Regions from separate parts of the Rattus norvegicus genome. Here region 1 is linked to region 2. The links are chromatin contacts, called in public Hi-C maps. All regions are on one chromosome and are shown on one strand. The core of a region is the stretch at or near the end of the contact, and the rest is flanking DNA. Distances in the headings are between cores, read along the strand shown. Region 1 has its middle 80 kb from the start of Mrps9. Region 2 holds the start of Pou3f3 (POU class 3 homeobox 3).

Region 1 (3,492 bases), core at 106-2,605, 87 kb after region 2:
TATCTTTCCCTAAAGCAAGCCACCGTGTTCTCTGACAGGCCCCTGGTGGAACCAGACTCTCCTAGGCTAAGTTAGCGAAAAGGAGTTTTATCATAATCTACTTGGAAGCTCACCTCAGGAAGCTTTGATAACAGAACTAGTTGAGGTCTGTTTAAATTGGGGCTCATCCAAGCCAGGGAGGAAAACTGACAAGCTACTGAAATGTGTGATCTACCTCTTAAATAAGAGAACATGGATATTTCATAAACTCTATGAGTTCTATCCCCAGCCTCCAAAAGGGCTGATGGATGTGCCCTCTTCCTTAGGAATCTTCCCTTTAACATATTGTTCATGACAGCCTGGAAGTCTTCTTATGGCTTTATTGTTTCACCCCTGCAGCTGTGCAATAGAGGAATGGATTAATTTTTCAACGTCCAGTTTAAGGTTTTAAAGATTTTTATTTTAACTCAACAATAACTTTACATTCTTGTTCATGTTCCTTTCCAGTGTTCCTCTGTTAAGTTCTTGTAGATTCTCATTTTGGGATTTAATAAATGTGTCAGCTCAAGGAATATCTTGAACAGCATATAATTTCATCAGATATTGGTCACCACATTGCTTGAGCATGAAGCTTTTAAAGAAAATTAAAGTGAAAGAAAAAAAAGATCTGGTATTGGTTATTAACTCTGCCTCAGGGTGACTTCTCTTCAGGGGCGATTAAATATCAGCTCTGGGCTGTTAAGTTTAGTGGCTTTACTTGTAGATGGCACATTCTACTTCAAGGACAACCTCAACTCATGATGCTGTGATGTTCAACGGTGGTGCTGAGGCAGCCTCTGCAAAGCCAGTTTGGTATGAAACGGGAGATGTGACCATATCTCTATGCTCTGACCTTTCTTCCTTAAGAAACAACTTTTGCATTACCAGGTAAATGCCCTTTCCATGGAATTTCCATGGAACGCTGGGGACATCCTGTGGTCAGTATGGCTTAAGGCAGCCATTCTTAGCAAGGCTCTCGGGGAATAAGGAAGTCTCCCTGAAAAATTCCAACTTCCTTTGCAAGACCAAAAATAAAAAAAAGAATGAGAGGAAGGAAGGAAGGAAGGAAGGAAGGAAGGAAGGAAGGAAGGAAGGAAGGAAGGAAGGAAAAGAAGGAAGAAAAAGCAAAGAGAAATACCACACAATTGTTTCTACAATAGAAACCATGACTTTTGTGAGCAATGAGATTTTTTTTTTTCAGTGAATGTGAACAGAGCAAAGCCTGCTGGCAACAGATTAACTGAGATTAAAATGCGGCCTCACGGGCTTGGAGGAGGAGGACCACGTTGCTAGGTGTTGCTCTTTGCCCTACCTGCTTCCTATGATCTGCCGTTGTGGGTAGCTGTACTTTGGCTCAACTTCTTGTCCTCCCAGGAATCGGGCTTCTGTGAAAGAGCACCCAGCGTGGCTTAACGGGAAAACAGTGGGTATTTTGACAGCTTTACACCACAGATAGTGCCCCAGTGGCACGAAATTGAAGCCGTTTAGCTGTAAATGTGATATCGCACTTGACGATTTCCCTTGGCAAAGCTCTGGGCCGCCCACATTGAATAGAGGCAGAGAAATGGAACTTGGAGAGGGGGGAGCCAGCCACGGGAGAAACAGACTGAAGGGGCTCATGAGTGCATTTGTCCATCATTTACCGTCCTAACTCTGCTCTCCACACAGGCTACCAGGGGCAGGCAGCCCCACTTCCGCGATGGAGAGCAGGCAGTGAAGTTGATGTTGTTCTTCTGTTTATTAAAAACGGATGGGAGCACTTGACAGAAAAATCAAACTTCTGGTCATGGCTCATTAATCCCTGTTGTGTCTGTCAAGGGGATGTGTTCTGTGTTCCAATAAGCCTGGAGAAGTAGGTTTGCTTCTAAGCTGGGACATTTTCTCTAATTTTGAACGGAGAAAGACATGCCAGTCACCTCCATGGAGAGGCAGACTCTGAACCTGTTTTTAACCTAGCTAGTGGGATTAAATATCAGTGACTTGGTTTAAGAGAAAAGCGTCCATCGTTTATAAGGTTATTACTGCTATCTGCCATCGTGCTGCTTTAGGGGAAGCAGGAGCGTAAAACTAGGGAGCTAAGATAGGGTCTGCTAGCATAACTTTTCCAGGATGTTTTTGCACAGCTCTCAGTGCCAATGTGTGGCGCTTGCAGACAGATCTTAGAGGGACACCCCTGTAGGCTGTTTGGATATGCCTGAAGCCAGTCAGTTAGGCAAGTATAACCCTCTGTCAAATACTCCTTAGCTTCTTGGACAGTCATAGAAAAAAGACCATCCTCAACCCAGACTGATCACAGCAACCTAGAAGACAGGGACAGCATCTCCTAGCCCCTTTCTTTAGAATAAATACTGTTTATAAGAAAATAGAGCTTTCAAACTCTTTGCTTTGGCTTATGTTTACAGTTATAGAAGGTATATTAAGTGCATATATACATTATATTAACTGTAACTATAAGTATATATTTTATTATATTTATTTATAAATATATAATATATATGCTTATAGTTACAGTTAATATTAGGGGCTGGGGAAAGGCAGGTTTTCCTGCCCATTCAGCATTTCTGAGACTCATGTTCCTGAGATTCCCAAAGCAGCCCTTCCTTCTTCGAGACAGTATATAGGACACTTAGCACACTCCTTATAGGGGTCCATAAGGATTTAGTGAAAGAACGAGTGTCAATGGAGTGAACCCAGCGTGTGTCCTGTCAGACGCACACAGGAAGCTCCTCTTGCCATGGCTGTTAGTACCATTCCACATTGCCATCCATCTTCCGGGGAGAAGTGTCTGCTGGAAATTGCAGTCTTTCCCCCACAGTGTTCCCAAGCTGCATGCCAGGAGAGCCCTGGGAAGGGAGAGCTCCTGCCAGGCCTGCTCACTGGTTGGATGACGATTGAACTCATAATCCTGGACTCCATTCTGGTCTGGCTGCTGTGACTGATACAGAGAAGTTTGAAATCTTGGCTCTGCACTCAATAAGCATAAATCTAACCCACATTAGTGCTGATGGGAAACTCTCTGTGTAGGCTAGATATCTTAAGTCAGGGCCTTTAAAGTTAAATAGGTGAAACCCCTAAAGGAAGCTCAAGGCTGAGGGGGGCCAGCATCCCAGAAGGGAGCAGGGAATGGAACCAAGCACCTGCTACATATTTGGGTTCACCCTCAGAGCTGCAGATTAGCCGGAGCTCTGCCTTCCAGCGTTTCTGTGTGCATTCCTGGTTCTTGTTTAGAAACACACACAGTGGGTCATTTTTCTCTCTGTACCTCTAGAGAATTGAAACCACATCTCCCGAGTATGGAGCACAGTTCAGATGGAAGCCAGAAACACAGTTTGTCTTTCCTTCCTGTAAGACCCAAACTCCAATAAATTCTTCTGGAAATGTTCACTGAGCACCCTTGGTGGTGGGTATAAGCCAGAGCTGGTCAACAAGGCTGGCTTCTCCAATGGTAAACCTGTGTGTTAGGCGGCAAGGAGC
Region 2 (3,295 bases), core at 516-3,015:
TTTTTCCCCTCTTCATTTTCCTTTTGGTTCCCCTTCTCCCCGCCCCCTCCTTTTCTCTTCCATTTCTCCCCCAACCCCCCAGACCAATCGCGAACGCAGGGAGCCGCCAAGGGAACGCAGACGTTTGGGCCGGACACTAAGAGTTAAGATGTGGCGATGGGGTGGAGCGGGGGGGGGGCAACGGAGGGGGCGGCGGGGGAGGGGCGTGGAGGGGAAAGTGGCGCGGAGGAGGGAGGCTGGGGGGGGGGGGACGACAGATTTCCAGCTTCTACGACGCTCTGCCTAAATTAAAAAGCAACCAATCGGAACGGCCGGAAGGGGGGCCAGGCGTCCTAAGCCAGTCATTCCAGGCCTGCCAATCACTCAGCGGGTAACCAATCAGCAGGGGCCCTGGTGCTCGACTTCCTTGTATTTGGGAAAGTGTGGTGGTGGGTGCGCGCTTGCGGCGGAGGGTAAACATTCGACAGTCCCTGCTCTGAGAGGGAGGGACAGAGAGCGAACTGTCAGATCCTAGCGGGAGCGGGCGCTCGAGAGAGAGAGAGAGAGAGAGAGAGAGAGAGAGAGAGAGAGAGAGAGAGAGAGAGAGAGAGAGAGAGAACCTGGGCGCAGAGCTAGCTCCCGCTGCAACTCTGCCCCGGCACTCCTGCTCCCGCGCCCGCCGTCGGGTACTCTAGGAGCGGTACAACGTGCCCACAGGAGTTGGTTGTGTATCAAGGATCCCCTGTACGCACATACACATCTCCACCTCCACCAATGCACTCTTCTTCCTCCTCCTTCTCCAGACAACTGCCGGGGAAAAAATAAAACATCAACCCCAACCTTCAGCAGCAAGGTAAAAGAACAATTCGACATTTTTTTCCTGTTCAATTTTTGCCTTGTTATATTTGTTTCCTAATTTCTACCCAAAAGGAAAGATGTCGCACCAGACTGTGAGTGTTGCGAGGAAAATGAAAAGGGACGCTTGTTTCAGAAACATCCGAGAGCTCCTGCAATAACAACTTCAGAGAAATGCACCATCGCAAGAAGTTTTCCTAGGACAAAACAAAACTTGAAAGGAGAGAACCAGAGGGGGAGAGCAGGAGCCAGCCTCCCCACTTCGCAGACGCGAGCCGCCAGCATCACCACGCCTGTAAGAACCGGAAAAGTTTTACTATAGTAAGGAGAAACAGTAAGATGTGTTGCTGAAGAACGGGGAAGACAGCGGACCAACAAGGAAAGGCCGGATTTCTGGCCACCCACAATTTGGCCAAGGAAGAAAGGAACCGCTTCGTCCTTTGTTGTCTCCGGTAAAACCTTCGCTTAGCAGGTGGACAGAGCCCTGTGCCCGGGCAGAGTCCGCACCCGCCCGAGGACAGGAGCAGCAGCGGAGCCCCTGCTCCCGGAGAGAGCGCCCGAAGTACGGGTCCCCGCCCCAGTGGGCGAGCCTCGCTGGAGTCAGCCGATTGCTCCCGGCCAGGGGGGAGACCACGACCCCCCCTGAAGGGGCTGGCCACGGAGCTCGCCCGGAGAAGCGATCCCCCCTCCCCAGGGCACTGCTCCTGCTGCGGCGGCTGCTGCTGCTGACCGAGGCCAGTCAGCGACCCCCGCGCCTTGCCAAGCGGCCTTGCAGCTGCAGCCCCGGGCCGCGGCGGCGGCGGCGGCGGGGGCGGAGGCGGCGGAGGAGGAGGCGGCGGAGAAGGCGGCGGGGCCGGCGGGGACCCGGGGCGGGGGAGGAGGAGCGGGGGGAGGAGGCGGGAGGCGGGGGGGCGCGGCGGCGGCGGCGGCGGCGGCCGCGGCTGCTGCTGCGGCGGCGGCGGTGGTGGCGGCGGTGGGGTGGCGGGAGCGGAGCGGCATGGCCACGGCGGCTTCTAACCCCTACCTGCCGGGGAACAGCCTGCTCGCGGCCGGATCCATTGTGCACTCGGACGCGGCCGGGGCGGGCGGCGGCGGAGGGGGCGGCGGCGGTGGCGGCGGCGGGGCGGGGGGCGGCGGCGGCGGCATGCAGCCGGGAAGCGCCGCCGTGACCTCGGGCGCCTACCGGGGGGATCCGTCCTCCGTCAAGATGGTCCAGAGTGACTTCATGCAGGGGGCCATGGCCGCCAGCAACGGCGGCCATATGCTGAGCCACGCGCACCAGTGGGTCACCGCCCTGCCCCACGCTGCCGCCGCTGCCGCCGCTGCTGCCGCCGCCGCCGTGGAAGCCAGCTCTCCGTGGTCGGGCAGCGCGGTGGGCATGGCCGGCAGCCCCCAGCAGCCACCACAGCCGCCGCCGCCGCCGCCGCAGGGCCCCGACGTGAAGGGAGGCGCTGGACGCGAAGACCTGCACGCCGGCACAGCGCTGCACCACCGCGGACCGCCGCACCTCGGGCCCCCGCCACCGCCCCCTCACCAGGGACACCCTGGAGGCTGGGGGGCCGCAGCCGCCGCTGCCGCTGCCGCCGCCGCCGCCGCTGCCGCCGCTCACCTCCCGTCCATGGCGGGCGGCCAGCAGCCGCCGCCGCAGAGTCTGCTGTACTCGCAGCCCGGAGGCTTCACGGTGAACGGCATGCTGAGCGCGCCCCCGGGGCCAGGCGGTGGCGGCGGCGGAGCGGGCGGTGGAGCCCAAAGCCTGGTTCACCCGGGGTTAGTGCGCGGGGACACGCCCGAGCTGGCGGAGCATCATCACCACCATCACCACCACGCGCACCCGCACCCGCCGCACCCGCACCACGCGCAGGGACCCCCACATCACGGTGGCGGCGGAGCGGGGCCAGGACTCAACAGCCACGACCCGCACTCGGACGAGGACACGCCGACGTCTGACGACCTGGAGCAGTTCGCTAAGCAGTTCAAGCAGCGGCGCATCAAGCTGGGCTTCACCCAGGCGGACGTGGGGCTGGCTCTGGGCACTCTGTATGGCAATGTGTTCTCGCAGACCACCATCTGCCGCTTCGAGGCCCTGCAGCTCAGTTTCAAGAACATGTGCAAGCTCAAGCCGCTGCTGAACAAGTGGCTGGAGGAGGCCGACTCGAGCACCGGCAGCCCCACCAGCATTGACAAGATCGCAGCACAGGGCCGCAAGCGCAAGAAGCGGACCTCCATCGAGGTTAGCGTCAAAGGCGCGCTGGAGAGCCACTTCCTCAAGTGCCCTAAACCCTCGGCGCAGGAGATCACCAACTTGGCCGACAGCCTGCAGCTGGAAAAGGAGGTCGTGCGGGTCTGGTTCTGCAACCGACGCCAAAAGGAAAAACGCATGACGCCCCCTGGCATCCAGCAGCAGACGCCGGACGATGTCTACTCGCAGGTGGGGACCGTGAGCGCTGACACACCGCCACCG

Evidence for each region. Hi-C and Micro-C count contacts between places; a contact is called where the count stands out from the background.
Region 1: a contact with region 2 is called in a Hi-C map of liver, with 3 times the contacts expected there. The contact joins the enhancer-like site here to the promoter of Pou3f3 in region 2. A contact is called at or near these places in 4 of 12 Hi-C or Micro-C datasets (the A7r5 cell line, hepatocytes, kidney and 1 more).

What each region holds. Positions count from the first base shown.
Region 1 is chr9:52,523,601-52,527,092 of GRCr8, forward strand. No RefSeq gene overlaps it. Among named protein-coding and RNA genes, the nearest start is that of Mrps9, 80 kb to the right of the region's middle. Within about 2 kb of position 1,356, at least 2 of the 93 cell types and tissues checked have an H3K27ac peak or open chromatin away from gene starts, as enhancers often do. A contact at or near this core is called in kidney and liver, where this site is marked.
Region 2 is chr9:52,436,261-52,439,555 of GRCr8, forward strand. Pou3f3 (POU class 3 homeobox 3) reads left to right here and starts at 1,766. Exons shown (of 1, transcript NM_138837.2): 1 at 1,766-3,295. The coding sequence starts at 1,832.